3 separate regions of the Mus musculus genome follow, and regions 1 and 3 are each linked to region 2. The links are chromatin contacts, called in public Hi-C maps. All regions are on one chromosome and are shown on one strand. The core of a region is the stretch at or near the end of the contact, and the rest is flanking DNA. Distances in the headings are between cores, read along the strand shown.

Region 1 (4,439 bases), core at 1,401-3,900, 400 kb after region 2:
CATAATCCCTAAAGTTACCGTTAAATTGAATAGGTCCCAAAGTCACACCCTTCCATGAAAAGTAACATGTAAACATCCTATTTCTATGGCCCCTAGACAATCAGATTCCATTATTAAATAATACATTTTAAAAAACATATTGGAATAGATTCATAAGGCAGTTTTTTAAAAAGCCTCATAAAGCTTGAACATCTGGAACAGTAAGAAAACGTTTGTGAAATGTATAGAGAATGGTCTGGCCCAGCGTGGAGGGAAGAACTTTCTAAAGAATCAGCAGTTGAGGGTTAGGAAGAAAGAAGATCATGGCATGCAAGATGGAGAGATGGGGGAAGCAAAGGATAAAAAGGACACTTGAGAGGCATGTGGAGGGACTTGTGACCCGGTGAGATAGCCAGGTCTTTGTCTCTTGAGCATTGTGAAACTTCTTCCATCACTGTACATAACCAGCTCTTTGTTCCTTAGAGACCACTCAGATTCTACTTGGAAATCAGACTGAGGGCAGTGACAGTGGAAATGGCATTCAAGGGCTCATTGCATGAAGCAGGGGATATGATGGGAAAAGAAGTGGGCTTGGAAATTGTTAAGATTTGTTTTATTTTATGTGAATGAGTTTTGTCTTGGGGGGGTCTGTCCGTGTGCTCCTAGTACACTAAAAGGCCAGAAGAGGGCATCAGCTCCCATGGAACTGTAGCTACAGATGGTGTGAGCTTTAGTTCTGGTGCTGAGAACCAAGCCAGGTCTTCTGGAAGAGCAGCGAGTGATCTTACCTGAGCCATCTCTCCAGCTTCTGGCCAAAAGTTTTAAGATGAAGGAGGCAGCTACGAAATGAAAGAAGACGTACCAGGTTTTTACCCTGGTTTTAGTTATACTGGGAATCCAAGCAAGGAGTTGGTGCTTTCAAAAAAATTCAGTTTCTATTTGTTTGTTGCAGACAAATATAGGGGTGGGATGCTAAAACTGATTTCACAGAACAGAGAATAGGAAGAATAAAGATTAATGTATACACATGGAGGCAATATACAAAGAGCCATTGCTGTCATCTGAATGTTCCTTCTGCCTCCAACTGAGGGACAGGTTGGTGCCTTATATCGAAATAAGCTAGAAACCAGTTTATTTTTCCTTTCAAAGAGGTGTCTCCAATTGCTGCATTCCCCCATATGAACCTATTCAACTGTTAACATTTTCTTAAGAAAGGGAAGAGGGAAAGGGAAGGAGGGATAAGAGAGGCAAAAGGAAAAGAAAAGCTAAGAAACTTTCTGAATTCCCCGAAATAATGATTCCAGAGTGTATCAAAATCATTGTTTATTTTGCCCCTATTCTGCAATTATATCATAACTTACTGGCTTTTCAAATAATGAACAGATTAATAGTCTTCATATTTTTCATCTTAATACAAATAATTCTACTGAACTTCTGACCAGAGTTCATGAAAGAAACTCTGGAATGTAGAGCAGAACTCACCCAAATTGAGATGGGTTGCCAATCACTGCATGTCTTCTGCACACTTCCTTTTTGGTAGCTAGCCACCTGCTCACTCTAGCTTTTTCTCCTGTTGGCTCCATCCCACTGATGGCTTTGTTCCTAGAACCTTCGCTCTACGGCATGTCAAATGCTTCCGAGAGTTTGGAGCAATGGGCTCTGTCTCCTAGTGCCAAACCCAAACATGCCAACTGTACAGGAATCCAGGGTAGTGGGGTGAACCCCATCTGCCCTTGTACCTCTTTTCCTTCCAGCCTCTGCTGGCCTCCCCCAAGCTGTGACAGTCTCTTTCTCTCCGAGAATGACCGAGTCACCTTGAAGCAGCCCTCAGTGGGGTTTGCAACAATGTGACTAAAAAGACCCTGCCAGCCTAGAAGATAATTATCTTAATAAGAAAATGTCTTTGAAAACATAGATTCTACAAACTACTTCTTCATCTCCAGACTTGAACCAAGTGTACAGCTCCATCTCAAAATATGATCTTGGAATGAAATTAATATTGATTAGGAAGGGTTTTCTTTTTAAAGAGGACTCTATGGAAGATAATAAAAATTATTTCAGATTAGGAGGTGGGGAAATAAGATGAGAATAAAAATGAAGTATTAGCAAAGCACTATAAAATGACAATAAAATCCAGTGTTGTTAAATCACCAAGTTAATTACGCGAAGAGTCTAGGAAAGTATATTAAGTTATTACCAAATTGTGTGACCTGTTTCTTCTTTAATGGATATGGTTTTGAGGTGGGCACGTGAGGGCAGGAGACTGAATTTTAGAACTACAGATTGAATTACATTAAAGATTCTCATGTTCTCAATTATCAGCCCACCATGAACAAGTCTAATGTGTGCTTAGGCGTCACTCTTCTCAGGGAGCCTACAGCCAGTCAGAGGACACTGGAGCAGGTACCATGATTAAACCAAACATATACTGAAGGGGACCAAAACGAAGAGAGATTTGAGTTCTACTAGAGGAATCAAAAGATCACCAGCCACCAAGCCACCATGGCCACCAAGCCACCATGGCCACCAACACTATGGTAGAAGTGGGCAATTCTTGTATGTATTTTGGGCTTGCTCAGCTGAAGGAAATGCAGAGCTGGGACCTGCTTCTTTCTGGAGGTAGGCTCAACACAGTAAAAGATGTAACTCCTATTGACAGTCTCCCAGACAGAACAGATGCCCAGGCAGGGCTCCAGATCAGAAAATAGCAGGGAGTGGATGCTAAGCTGATATTTAGAGCAAGGGACAAGTTCAGGAGCAAAAAGGGAGAAATTAGTCCCCATGTGGCACTGACTGTACATAGAAAGGACTCCATGAGACCATGAGATTCCTTAGCTGTGTGTTACCTTTATGCATTAGTGGGGTACTGTATGTCAGAGCAGTCAAGAACAAGGATGAGATTGGCAAGCTGCTCCCCTTCTATCCTGACTCCATTACTAATTAGCAGAACAATCTTGAAAATGTTATTTACTCTTTCTCTGCCTCCCTTCATTACCTTTAAAATGGGAATAGTCATAAGACTTACCTCATGGGGCTATTGTAAACATTGAATAAGAAGATATTGTACTCAATGGACTCAAGATAATTCCCAGCATGAAGTAAGCACTCAATAATTATTGACTGCAAAGTATTTGTCATTAATATAACTGAATTTTAATAAAGCCTTGAGTTACTGAGTGCTTATACAATTTTGAAACTGTGAATGAAGACATAGGGCCTTGTCTCAGGGGCATGTTGAATGAGTATAAAAGGGTGTGTCATAAAGAAAAATAATGAGTTGTCCAAGCAAGAAATAGGACTCAGAAACTTAAAGAAGGCTGTAGGGAAGGCTCAGCATCCTGAGGTCCAGGAGCTGTGTCATTCAGCTTTCTAGCACTATGTTAAATGCCAGTGAGAGTCAAGTTAGAAAGAGAGATGATTGATTTGGACTAACCAGATTTGGAGATTCCAGCCCACAGTCATCTGCCCACATTGAGTCTGTGAAAAGAATCCCACAGCCATAGTGTGAGGCACAGAGACATAGCAGAAAAGTTCATTTTATAGCTAGAAAACAAGGGAGGAAGAAGGGGAAGGGAAAGGAAGAAGAGAAGCAAAAGGAGGAGGAGAGAGGATGTAGGGTCTCACAATCCCTTTCAAGAGCATACCTTTAATGACCTAAGTACCTCTGCATGCTCAACCTCTCAACATGCAATAACTCCTCCCTGATGGCCATGCCTTTTAACATTCATATCCAAACTGGCACAGGGTCCTTCTTTGCCATGACACTGACTGTTATAAGACAATGTTGAAGGGACGGGCTTTTATTTTCCTAGCGGAATTTTATGCTAATGCTCAAAATGAAATTGAAAGTCATGTCATCCACTTGCCTAAAATCTCACAGTAACCGTTATGGGGATGAATTGGATACTCCTAATCTTTCAGGATGATTCCCAGGGTAGCTTCTGGATATTTCACCCAAGACAATGGCTTCCAAAACAGACAGGGGTATGCATGCACACAGACATGGAGAGATCCCTCATGGTGTCACACGTTGAGCCTGTGAAAGAGCCATGGAGAACAAAGCCTAAGAGAAAGAAACATACAGGACTTGTTCATCCACAAAGATGTCTAGGCCAACATGGCCAGTCTTAACATACAGAGATATTAAGTGAACATTCTATCTTCTGGACTGGTCTATAATTTTATAGGCGAGTTGAAAGAGGAACAGAGAAAATCTAGTTAGGAATCTGACAGTAGATACAACTTTTCAAAGAAGTAATACTGCTATAAAATGAGGATGACAGTGGGGTTCAGCTGATGGTAACAGTCTGGTACCAGTTAGCAGATGGTAACTGTTGAGCTATCTCAGGATTACTGAATTGATATCTTATCACCACTTCATTTGGGAACTGGGTGTATCCTCAGGGCCCTGACTACTCAGACATTATGTGGATGTAAGAAATGCCAGGTTTTTGCGCATC
Region 2 (4,344 bases), core at 387-2,886:
GACAGGTGGATGGATGGATGAATGGATAAATGAACTGATGTACTAAATGTGTCAGGTCCTAATTAGGAAAGCCCTCTAATCACTTGCTGTGACTAAAAGAAAAAGGAGAATGAGAAACTCGAAAGAGAGGAAGGGTAATTGTATAGCAAAAATAAAAAGCAGAGAAGTCTGAAAGCCGTCGAAAAGAAAGCATATATAAGAGAAAAGAAAGAGAAAGAAACAAACAAAAATGCAGAGAAATGCAAGGTCTCCCACACCTCTAAATAGCCAGTATGATAAGCCATTCCAATCACACTCAGGTATTTACCTAGACCTGTTTATTATCATCCCAGAAATGATAGTGCTTTTCATAGTTCTGTGCCTTAGCCTCTCTAAATTTGCAGAGAATGGGTTCTGGCTGGCTTAGACTCAACAGTCCATTGGGGAACACAGTATTGTCTGAATTACTGGGACAGTGCTAAGAGAAATGTTATTTCTGTAGGTAAATCAACTGGCATCTGTAAGAGGAAGTGAACTTTAACAGCAAAGCAGTGGTATTGCAGGAAGTCTGGGACCTTCTGACAAAGGAACAGGGTGTGGATTGATTCCGAGACCACAGTGGCCTGTCCCCTTCCTCTAGCCACACTGCAGTTTTGGGCACTCAGAGATCAAGGCCCCGGGGTTTGCCCACAGAGCTCTCCCATGGGTTATAGCCTTCCCAAGGAATGCCTCGGAGACCCAGCGTTCCTCTTCCATGCAGCTCCCTGTGCCATATGGCCATAGGGAGGGGAGCATCTTGAAAAATACAAAAATCACAAGTTTAACACAATGCAGAAACTCATGACTATAATCCCAGCACCTGGCTGGCAGATGCAAATATATCCCAAGTTCAAGGCCTGGCCTAAGCCCAACCGTATCCCAAATAGAATCTCCAAATTTCAATTTACAGCTCAACAAGAAGATAATGTGGTAATTGGTCTGAGATCTACCATCCCTGGCTCAGGAAGGAAAGCATTGAGAAATGAGGTAGCCTGGGGCTCAGTAGAGCTAAACTTCTCTTTATTTTGCCTTTTGAGACCTAGATATTCTTATCATAGGAGGAGGAATCCTTCAATCAGGACTAGAGGAAGGGCAAAGGCTTTGCTGAATCAGAAAAATGAGTTTATAACTGGCACAATTCAGCAGCGGTGGGAAAGGTGACATCAAGTTACCAGGAAAAGGACAGAATCAAGTCTCAACAAGAGGTCAGAAGATGCAAACATGGAGAACTGAACCTCAGACCAGTAGGGGCTTGACCATTTTCGGAACGGTGGGCTGTGAAAAAGTCATCTTCCTTTTTTTATATGCCTTCAATAATTCAACTTTTCAAAGCAAATTGTATTAATTTCAAAATTAGAAAAAAGATCGAATGTAGGAGAGAAAATTGTTTTATTCTAAGTGCTAGGGAGATTGTTTTAGGAAACAGAGAGCCCCAAGATTTGATCACTGTGGTCTCAGAGGCAGATCCAAATTCTTTCTCCGTAACTGGTCCTTTTGTGTTCTCTAGGGACCAGGCTGAGGTGTAAGACCAGGTCTGGCCGTGGGGTAGAGGCCATGTGAAGCCAGGCAGCACTGTTGGATGCAGCCCCAGCCTCCTTGCTGGGAGGGAGGAGAGGCCACCTGCCTGGTGTGTTTGCTAACACGCAGGAGCTGCGGCCTGTAATCATCATTAGCTCTCTTTGGTGTTTACTGACTGTTATTAATTAGAATGAGCAAACTTGGCATTAATGCGCCTGCCATAAGGATGAAGGCTCTCTCCAAACAGCCATGCGGCATGAGCAGCTAGACAGGGACTCATTTACCAACTGTTACCAGGAAAAAGAGGAACCACACACACCAGCTGACATAGGACTGAGAGAATTGAGAAGGGGCTGAGGCCCGTGTTTGTCTGGAAGTTCAGTGTTCCGAGGACCTACATTGGAGCAAAGGAAAGCAAAGCCTCTGCCTAGTTCATGAGGGAGCTGCTTGCTGGTTTTGGGGTAGCCTCCAAGAGAAGCGCAGGCAAAATCCTGTGGTTCTTGGTCACCAGACACAGCTCATTCCTGGCTTCAGCTGCAGAGTCAGGGATCAGAAAGTCACTGAGCACAGTTGGCTGCACAAGCAGGTGGCAGATATCCTGCTGTCTTCAGGGAAGAGCATATCTTTTGATGAGTCTTGGACAAGACTGGATTGCCCAGTGGTGCACAGTTGCCAAGAAAGGTAAAGCATTTTCGAGTGTTATGATCTCTCACAGAATCTTGCATCACCGTGCCTCTCTATAAGTGATCCTGTGTGTGCTCTCTACCTAACAATTCATCTTCCAAAGAATGTACGCTGTGGGAAATACAGAAGACAAGGGACACAGGGGGACATGGTGGGTAGAGAACAGGGTTAATTTCCTTCTGCATAGCTAGGTGGTCTGGGATGCAGACAAGAGTCTCTAGAGTCTAGAGGAGATGGCAGAGTTTCAAGCACTCACAAGTAGAATGTACAAGAATACACAAAAGATTTGAAGTAGGAAACATGCATTCTACTCAGAGAAGTCACAAACTAATCTTCAGTTTTCCCAACAGCGGCTGAGCCATTGACCACTGTGGGTTAAGGCTTCCAAGTAGAAGACACCAAGGTCATGTCCTACAGGCTCTGGACCTTTTAGTTTGCATGGTCTAGAGAATCACTGTTTACTTTCCCAGAGGAAGCAGCCTGGTTCAGACACACTGTCGTTGGGTCATTTCCGACCATCCAGAACATTTAGCCTTGACATCAATCAGTGTGGGAAAAAGACTGCTGTGAATCAAAGCTGACACCCCTTCATTTTTTCTGTCCTCCATCTTCCCTTTGCTGCCTGTGCCCGACTCTGCATCTTGTGTTGATCCATGACTCCCTGACTGCCTCTGCAACCCGTAGACATCTATACTCTGAGTTGAATAAGGAGTAGAAGAGGGGTGTGAAGAAAGGTAATGGGTGCTGATACATGAGGACACAAGAACTGGAGTAGATTTGGGAAAGAAGGAAGACTGGGGAAAGAATAGGCTTGACATCGGTGTCACTAAAACCATTAGAGATTGCAGATAGCTCTACCCACAAAAGCTCTAAGGTGTATTTCTCACATTTCTGAGAACTTAGTTGCTACTAGGTAGAAAGTCCACAGAGTCACAGGGATCCATGGTAAACACTATCAGTCCCTGTCATTGTCACGGGTCAAACACCTAGAATTCACAAGTGCAGCTGTGAAGGGGGAGCAGGGGCGATGGTCTCTGCCTTTCCTTCCTCTGTTGGATGTCTGGTAACACACAGGACATCTGCAGAAGTGCACACAGCTTCAAGGCCTCCTTGACCTTCTAACCAGAGCTGGGTCTGACCATCTGGGTCCGATGTTCTCTGTGGTCCTGTTAGAAGTTGCCCTTCCTTGAGTGAGAATGGAGCATGGAAATGGAAAGCACAGTTGGGAGCTGTCCAAGGTCAATACCTGTATTTTATTTATATTTCTAGCCCTCTATAGCCTGTGTCTAGAGCAGCCTGTAGCTATAAGTGAATGAAGCAGAGGTCTTCTGGAAGCTGCTTTTCTGTCAAAACTGAAACATGTTTACTAGCAAACCATTACGGGATAGATATACTCAGTTAATTTTGAACCAGTGTGCAAAGAAACCAGCATACACGTTTTAAAGTTAAGTTAGATGTTAGAGACTATACGAAGTGTAGGGAGGAAAGAGGTGGCATTTCTGAGCAGCTCCTTCACCTCTAACAAGCAAGGACCCTAAAGTATCCTGTCTAATCCAACCCTAACCATGATCTTGTAAGTAGGTGCCATCATTCTCCTCCAGTCACTACCTATCAGCATTCTCATGCAGCCATGACTGCACTGTCTAAGGACTGGTGTCAGAGGATAGTCTGCTGCTGTATAAGGAGCATAGAAGATCTCCTAGCTTATCACTCACAACTAGGAGTGAGTCCTGCAGCTCAAATTGGATGCATGTCTGACTTGTTTTTACAGAGCTCACACAATTCAGCTGGAATTTTAAGTCTGATCTGTACGACTGAATGCCCTATTCTCTTTTCCTATTCGAGATGGTAGATATTCCAGAGACTTGGACAAGATGTGCTGAGTTTCCGTTATGTAACCAAGAAGGGCATCTGGGAAAAGCTAGCCACTCTGAGGCATTCCGGGGCCTCCAAACAGCATTCAGCGATGTTTAACAGATTTTCTATCTTTATAAGTCAGTAGTGGATTCAAGATAAAGCCCTGGGTGGGGATAAAGAGAGAGTCTTCTCTGTCACTTTAAGTTCTAAATTGTTTTCAGGTGTTTGTTTAGCAACAGCACAAGAGGCTGCCTGACACGCAGGGAA
Region 3 (4,618 bases), core at 820-3,319, 490 kb after region 2:
CAGATAATCTATCTTCACCCCTCCCTCTTCCATCAGGTAGGTAATCCTTAGGGATGAAAGACCCTTATGAGCCAGTAACAAATGCTTATGACTAAAAATTCAAGCCCTCACTTTTAGCCTACACATGACACACAGTCACTTGGAAATGAAAGTCCTCTCCTACTGAAGATGCAGGAGAGTTGGGAGCCAGTCAGCAAGAGCTGAGGAGGGGTCTCGTGAAGGAGTGACACGAAGCCATGACCTACAGGATCAATGCGATTCAATTAAATAGCAGGGTGAGGGAGATCAAGAAGAGTCCACTCCCAACATCCTTTGCAAATGTCAACACATGAAAATTAAATCAGGGCAAATGCCGTGCTTAAGTGATAAGGGGAGCAAAGAGACCAACTTGGTTGTCTTTGTTAATTTATCAGAAACTCAAACCTATTGGAAAGTTCAGAGATACCCTTGTTGCTTAGAGCCCTCTCTGGACACATGCCAGTGCTAGTGCTCTGAGTTACTTGGGGCCCTCTCAGCTCCGCACTTTTGTAGCCTTTGCCTTGGGCATTGGCCACCAAACCCAAATGGGCAGGTAGCAAAGCAGCCTACTGTGCGGCTTGGCTTGTCTGTCGTGAATTTGCATAGAGCAGGTGGCTCTCGCCCTATGTAGGACAGAGAAGCTGCTACCCTTTGCTAACCTCTGCCAATTTTGCTCCTCCCATGCTCCAGCCTGCTGTGCTTTGTCACTGCCCAAGCACAGGTAGTCACCTGGTGCAGCAGATGTCCCCAATGGCCATAGTACAGATGTCCCCAGGCATCTCTCTGTATGGGCCTCTTTCACACAGCTGATAAGGAGGGCTTTCCAAATACAGATCCATCATGCCCTTCTCCTACTGAGGAACCCAGGAGGCTGCCGTATAGAATATGGTCCAAACTCTTTAGCGTGACATAACGAACCTCCGCAATCTATCTTCTCCTCAATTCGCCAGATTCCTCTTTCACGCTTCTCCCCCGCTCTCATGCTACACTTGCCGCTTGTCATTTTCTCCATGCAGAATGGCCTTTTCCAGCTGCTCTGGGTCTGGACAAGCTGTATTCTCTGCATGGCATTCTGACACCCAGCTCTTATGTGGCCTCCTCTGATAGCCCTCACAGTAGACAAGGGAAAAGGCTTGCCTTTGAAAGTCTTCTGTTGTGATAGCCAATGAGAGGATAATCAGCTTCACGGGTCTTAGAATCACTTAGAGACAAAGCTTGTGAGGGAGCTTCTAGATAGAATTGGGATGGGAAGACCCACCCACAGTGTGTGCAGCCCAATTCCATAAGCAGGTTCCTGAGCGAATATAAAAGAGAAAGCCGGCCAAGCTTGGCAGCTCTCTGCTTTCTGACTACAGAGGCAATGTGGCCAGCTGCCACCATGATTTACCAAATGTGATGGACCATATACCTCAAACCATGTTCCAAAATAACCCTTCTTCCCTGAAGTTGCTTATGGCAAACATCACAACATCGAGGAGAAAAGTAACTTACATGTAGTAATACCCTAAGGGAGCCTGTTTTAATAAAACCCAGAACAAAGGTGGCTTCCACCAGGGAAAATGGGTTGTACCTGGCCCACTTTGACCGTGTGATTCTCCTCCTTCTCTGAAACACCCCCCCCAACTGAACTCCTTGTCGTTCGTTATACCTTAATAATTTTCTTTGCTTTCCACTTCCCTTTTGTTTCAGTTCCCAGGGAATGAACATCAGCCAAAAAATTAAGCAGCTGAGGGGACTCCACTTGTACCCTAAGTAAATGTGTGGGCTCCCTGATGCCAACGTCATCTCCCACCTCTGTTTTGGGCTTTATTAAAACAGGATCTCACTTAGGATGTTTTTGCCTCGGTTTCCAGAGTGCTGGGATTTCCAGCCTGTGCTGCACTGGGCCACCTTACCCTAGTTACTTGTGCTTTTGAGCCCAGAGGCTGTGAATTATTGCATTGATTAGACATAGGCATTCTTCACAGCCTCTCCCTCCTACCCTCCCCCAGCCTCTGCTAAGAATAGTTCTACACTGGCCCTGCTGAAAGCCTGAAGTCGGCTGCTGTCCCACCCCACTGTCTAAGAAGAGGGCGGCTCTCATCAGCAGCTGAGGCTGTGTTGTTCTGACATTGTCACTCCTCTTTCCCGTCAGTCTTTCTTCCCCTTTCCACACAGGCGCTTCATCTGCTCCTCCTTTGAAAGAGGACTCTTGCAGCACGTTCTCTCCACCCGACAGGTGTGGGGAATGACCCGGACCCTCCACTGGGGGCCGTTTGCTTTGATGCTGTGGCTTTATAGAGCATCATTTGTATTCAGCCCTTCCCTCCTGCTCTTGCCCAGTGTGTTTTGATGAGCTTCTCTCTGCACTCATATTGTCTCAGTCGTTAACCACCCATTTGCAAGTCTGTAATTTACTTTTGATCATTCATTTTATGAGGCACACAGGGTAAAAAGCAGATCCTGTGCCTCTCTTCCTTCTTCCCCACTTCCTCAGTCTGGTTCGAAGCTAAAGACTCTCCCGTTCACATACTCCATGACTTTATCGGGTCGCGGAGCCCTGAGCCACCTTGACCTCTAGGAGAGGTCTTCTTTGTGATTCTCCCTTCCGAGCTGGTTCATTAGCTCACCCCTGCCTGCTCTTTGGGGATCCGCTTCTCTGGGAAATGGAGTCATTGGTGCAGGCAGTTCTTTGTGAGTTTATGTATATGAGAGTCCTGACAGCAAGAGGAATGTCTAGCAGAATGGATAGAATTGTTATGCCAAGAGCTAAGCCCCGAGAGGAGCTACAGTAATGCCTGGGGCCCAGCAACTCCAGGCCAGCTCATATTCTACAGCCATCTTTTGTATGGACAGAAACAGTCTCAGCCCAGGATAAGAAGCTGCCAGCCCCACCGAGCAGGAGCTCTAAAGTCATGGCTGCATGAACATCCTTTAAGTGAACATCAGCAGTAGATAAAGTCCAACTCCTCTTCTCACTGACCAGAAAGGTCTACTTGAGCTCAGTGTCTGGGGCTTGGTTCCCAAGGCATTCGTTTTCTGCCTTTTTCTCAAGGCAAGCTTAAACAGCCAGCGTGGAAAGGTGCCCTCATATGTATTCTCCATTGTAAAGGCCTTCATGAAAACGTCTCTGACTGATGTAGTCATGGCAAGTCTATGAAGCCTGAATTCAGTGATGGGTGTGCCAATCACATCCACCCCAGACAGCCTTCTATGCATGTGCAGGCACTATGCTGCCTATTGGCTTCCTTCCTTTCATAGCTCTTACACCTTCCTAAGTAGCGCCATTTCTCTGATCACACGTTGCACGCTTTCCCCTTTATATTCCAAAGTGGGAGCTTTTGAAAATGAAAGCAGGCCTGTAAGCATGTGTATAGAGGGAGGCAGCCATAAAATTACTTCAGCTACCTCTGGTTACCATTTGCCAAGGTCCCACCCCTAGAGGCTTTTCTCAATATGAAAAGATACAGAATTATACCTTTTCCAAGATTATACTTGCATAAACATTAAGTGACTTCAATTTAATGTGAGGGTTCATGCAAAACAGGTGACCTAAGTGTTGGTTTGATTGCATATGCCATGATACCACCGGAAGTCAATGTTTCCTTTCAGAATGTGTTCTGAATTCATACAAGGATTTTCAACAGGATACCATCTGCTGCTGAGATGCAGCAGTGTTGTTTGTGGTTGGTTGGTTGGTTGGTTGGTTGGTTATTGATTCTTTGGTTCTTTGGTTGGTCAGATGGTTGCTTGTTTCATCAGTTTTATAGATCCAAAGGTTTGCTCCAACTATCTTGGATGTGTGCAGATCATTTCTGGACCAAAATGTCTCTCCATCAACGAAAATTTAAAACCCATCAAGAAGAACATAAAGACAGTTAGGGAAAAGCCTTTCTCCTCAGAGGGATTGGTCATCTAGGCATCTAAGAAGCAGTTTTGAAGTGAGGTAGCCCAATCACAAAAGAACTCACATGATATGTACTCACTGATAAGTGGATATTAGCCCAGAAACTTAGAATACCCAAGATACAAGATACAATTTGCAGAACACATGAAACTCAAGAAGAACAAAGACCAAAGTGTGGACACTTTGCCCCTTCTTAGAATTGGGAACAAAACACCCATGGAAGGAGTTACAGAGACAAAGTTTGGAGCTGTGATGAAAGGATGGACCATATCCGGGGACTGCCATACCCGGGGATCCATCCCATAATCAGCCTCCGAACGCTGACACCATTGCATACACCAGCAAGATTTTGCTTAAAGGACCCTGATATAGCTGTCTCTTATGAGGCTATGCCGGGCCTAGCAAACACAGAAGTGGATGCTCACAGTCAGCTATTGGATGGAACACAGGGCCCCCAATGGAGGAGCTAGAGAAAGTACCCAAGGCACTGAAGGGATCTGCAACCCTATAGGTAGAACAACAATATGAACTAACCAGTACCCCCGGAGCTGGTGTCCCTAGCTGCATATGTAGCAGAAGATGGCCTAGTCGGCCATCTTTGGAAAGAGAGGCCCCATGGTCTTGCAAACTTTATATGCCTCAGTACGGAGGAACGCCAGGGCCAAGAAGTAGGAGTAGGTGGGTAGGGGAGTGGGGTGGGGGCGGGGGGGGGAT

What was found. A called contact is a pair of places that touch in the nucleus more often than the background predicts.
Region 1: a Hi-C map of cerebellum shows a contact between it and region 2, with 1.9 times the contacts expected there. The contact joins two enhancer-like sites. A contact is called at or near these places in 1 of 484 Hi-C or Micro-C datasets (cerebellum) and 1 of 115 datasets of contacts at active chromatin or transcription factors (embryonic basal ganglia).
Region 3: a contact with region 2 is called in a Hi-C map of cerebellar granule neurons, with 2.3 times the contacts expected there. The contact joins two enhancer-like sites. A contact is called at or near these places in 2 of 484 Hi-C or Micro-C datasets (cerebellar granule neurons and nephron progenitors), 2 of 115 datasets of contacts at active chromatin or transcription factors (embryonic basal ganglia and embryonic midbrain) and 1 of 9 other capture datasets (embryonic stem cells).

The regions. Positions count from the first base shown.
Region 1 is chr9:30,188,676-30,193,114 of GRCm38.p6, forward strand. No RefSeq gene overlaps it. Among named protein-coding and RNA genes, the nearest start is that of Gm26435, 100 kb to the right of the region's middle. Within about 2 kb of position 2,651, at least 5 of the 459 cell types and tissues checked have an H3K27ac peak or open chromatin away from gene starts, as enhancers often do. A contact at or near this core is called in cerebellum, where this site is marked.
Region 2 is chr9:29,789,650-29,793,993 of GRCm38.p6, forward strand. It overlaps a transcript of Ntm not described here. Among named protein-coding and RNA genes, the nearest start is that of Gm15521, 160 kb to the left of the region's middle. Within about 2 kb of position 1,637, at least 27 of the 459 cell types and tissues checked have an H3K27ac peak or open chromatin away from gene starts, as enhancers often do. A contact at or near this core is called in cerebellar granule neurons, cerebellum and embryonic basal ganglia, where this site is marked.
Region 3 is chr9:30,282,617-30,287,234 of GRCm38.p6, forward strand. No RefSeq gene overlaps it. Among named protein-coding and RNA genes, the nearest start is that of Gm26435, 7.0 kb to the right of the region's middle. Within about 2 kb of position 2,070, at least 37 of the 459 cell types and tissues checked have an H3K27ac peak or open chromatin away from gene starts, as enhancers often do. A contact at or near this core is called in cerebellar granule neurons and embryonic basal ganglia, where this site is marked.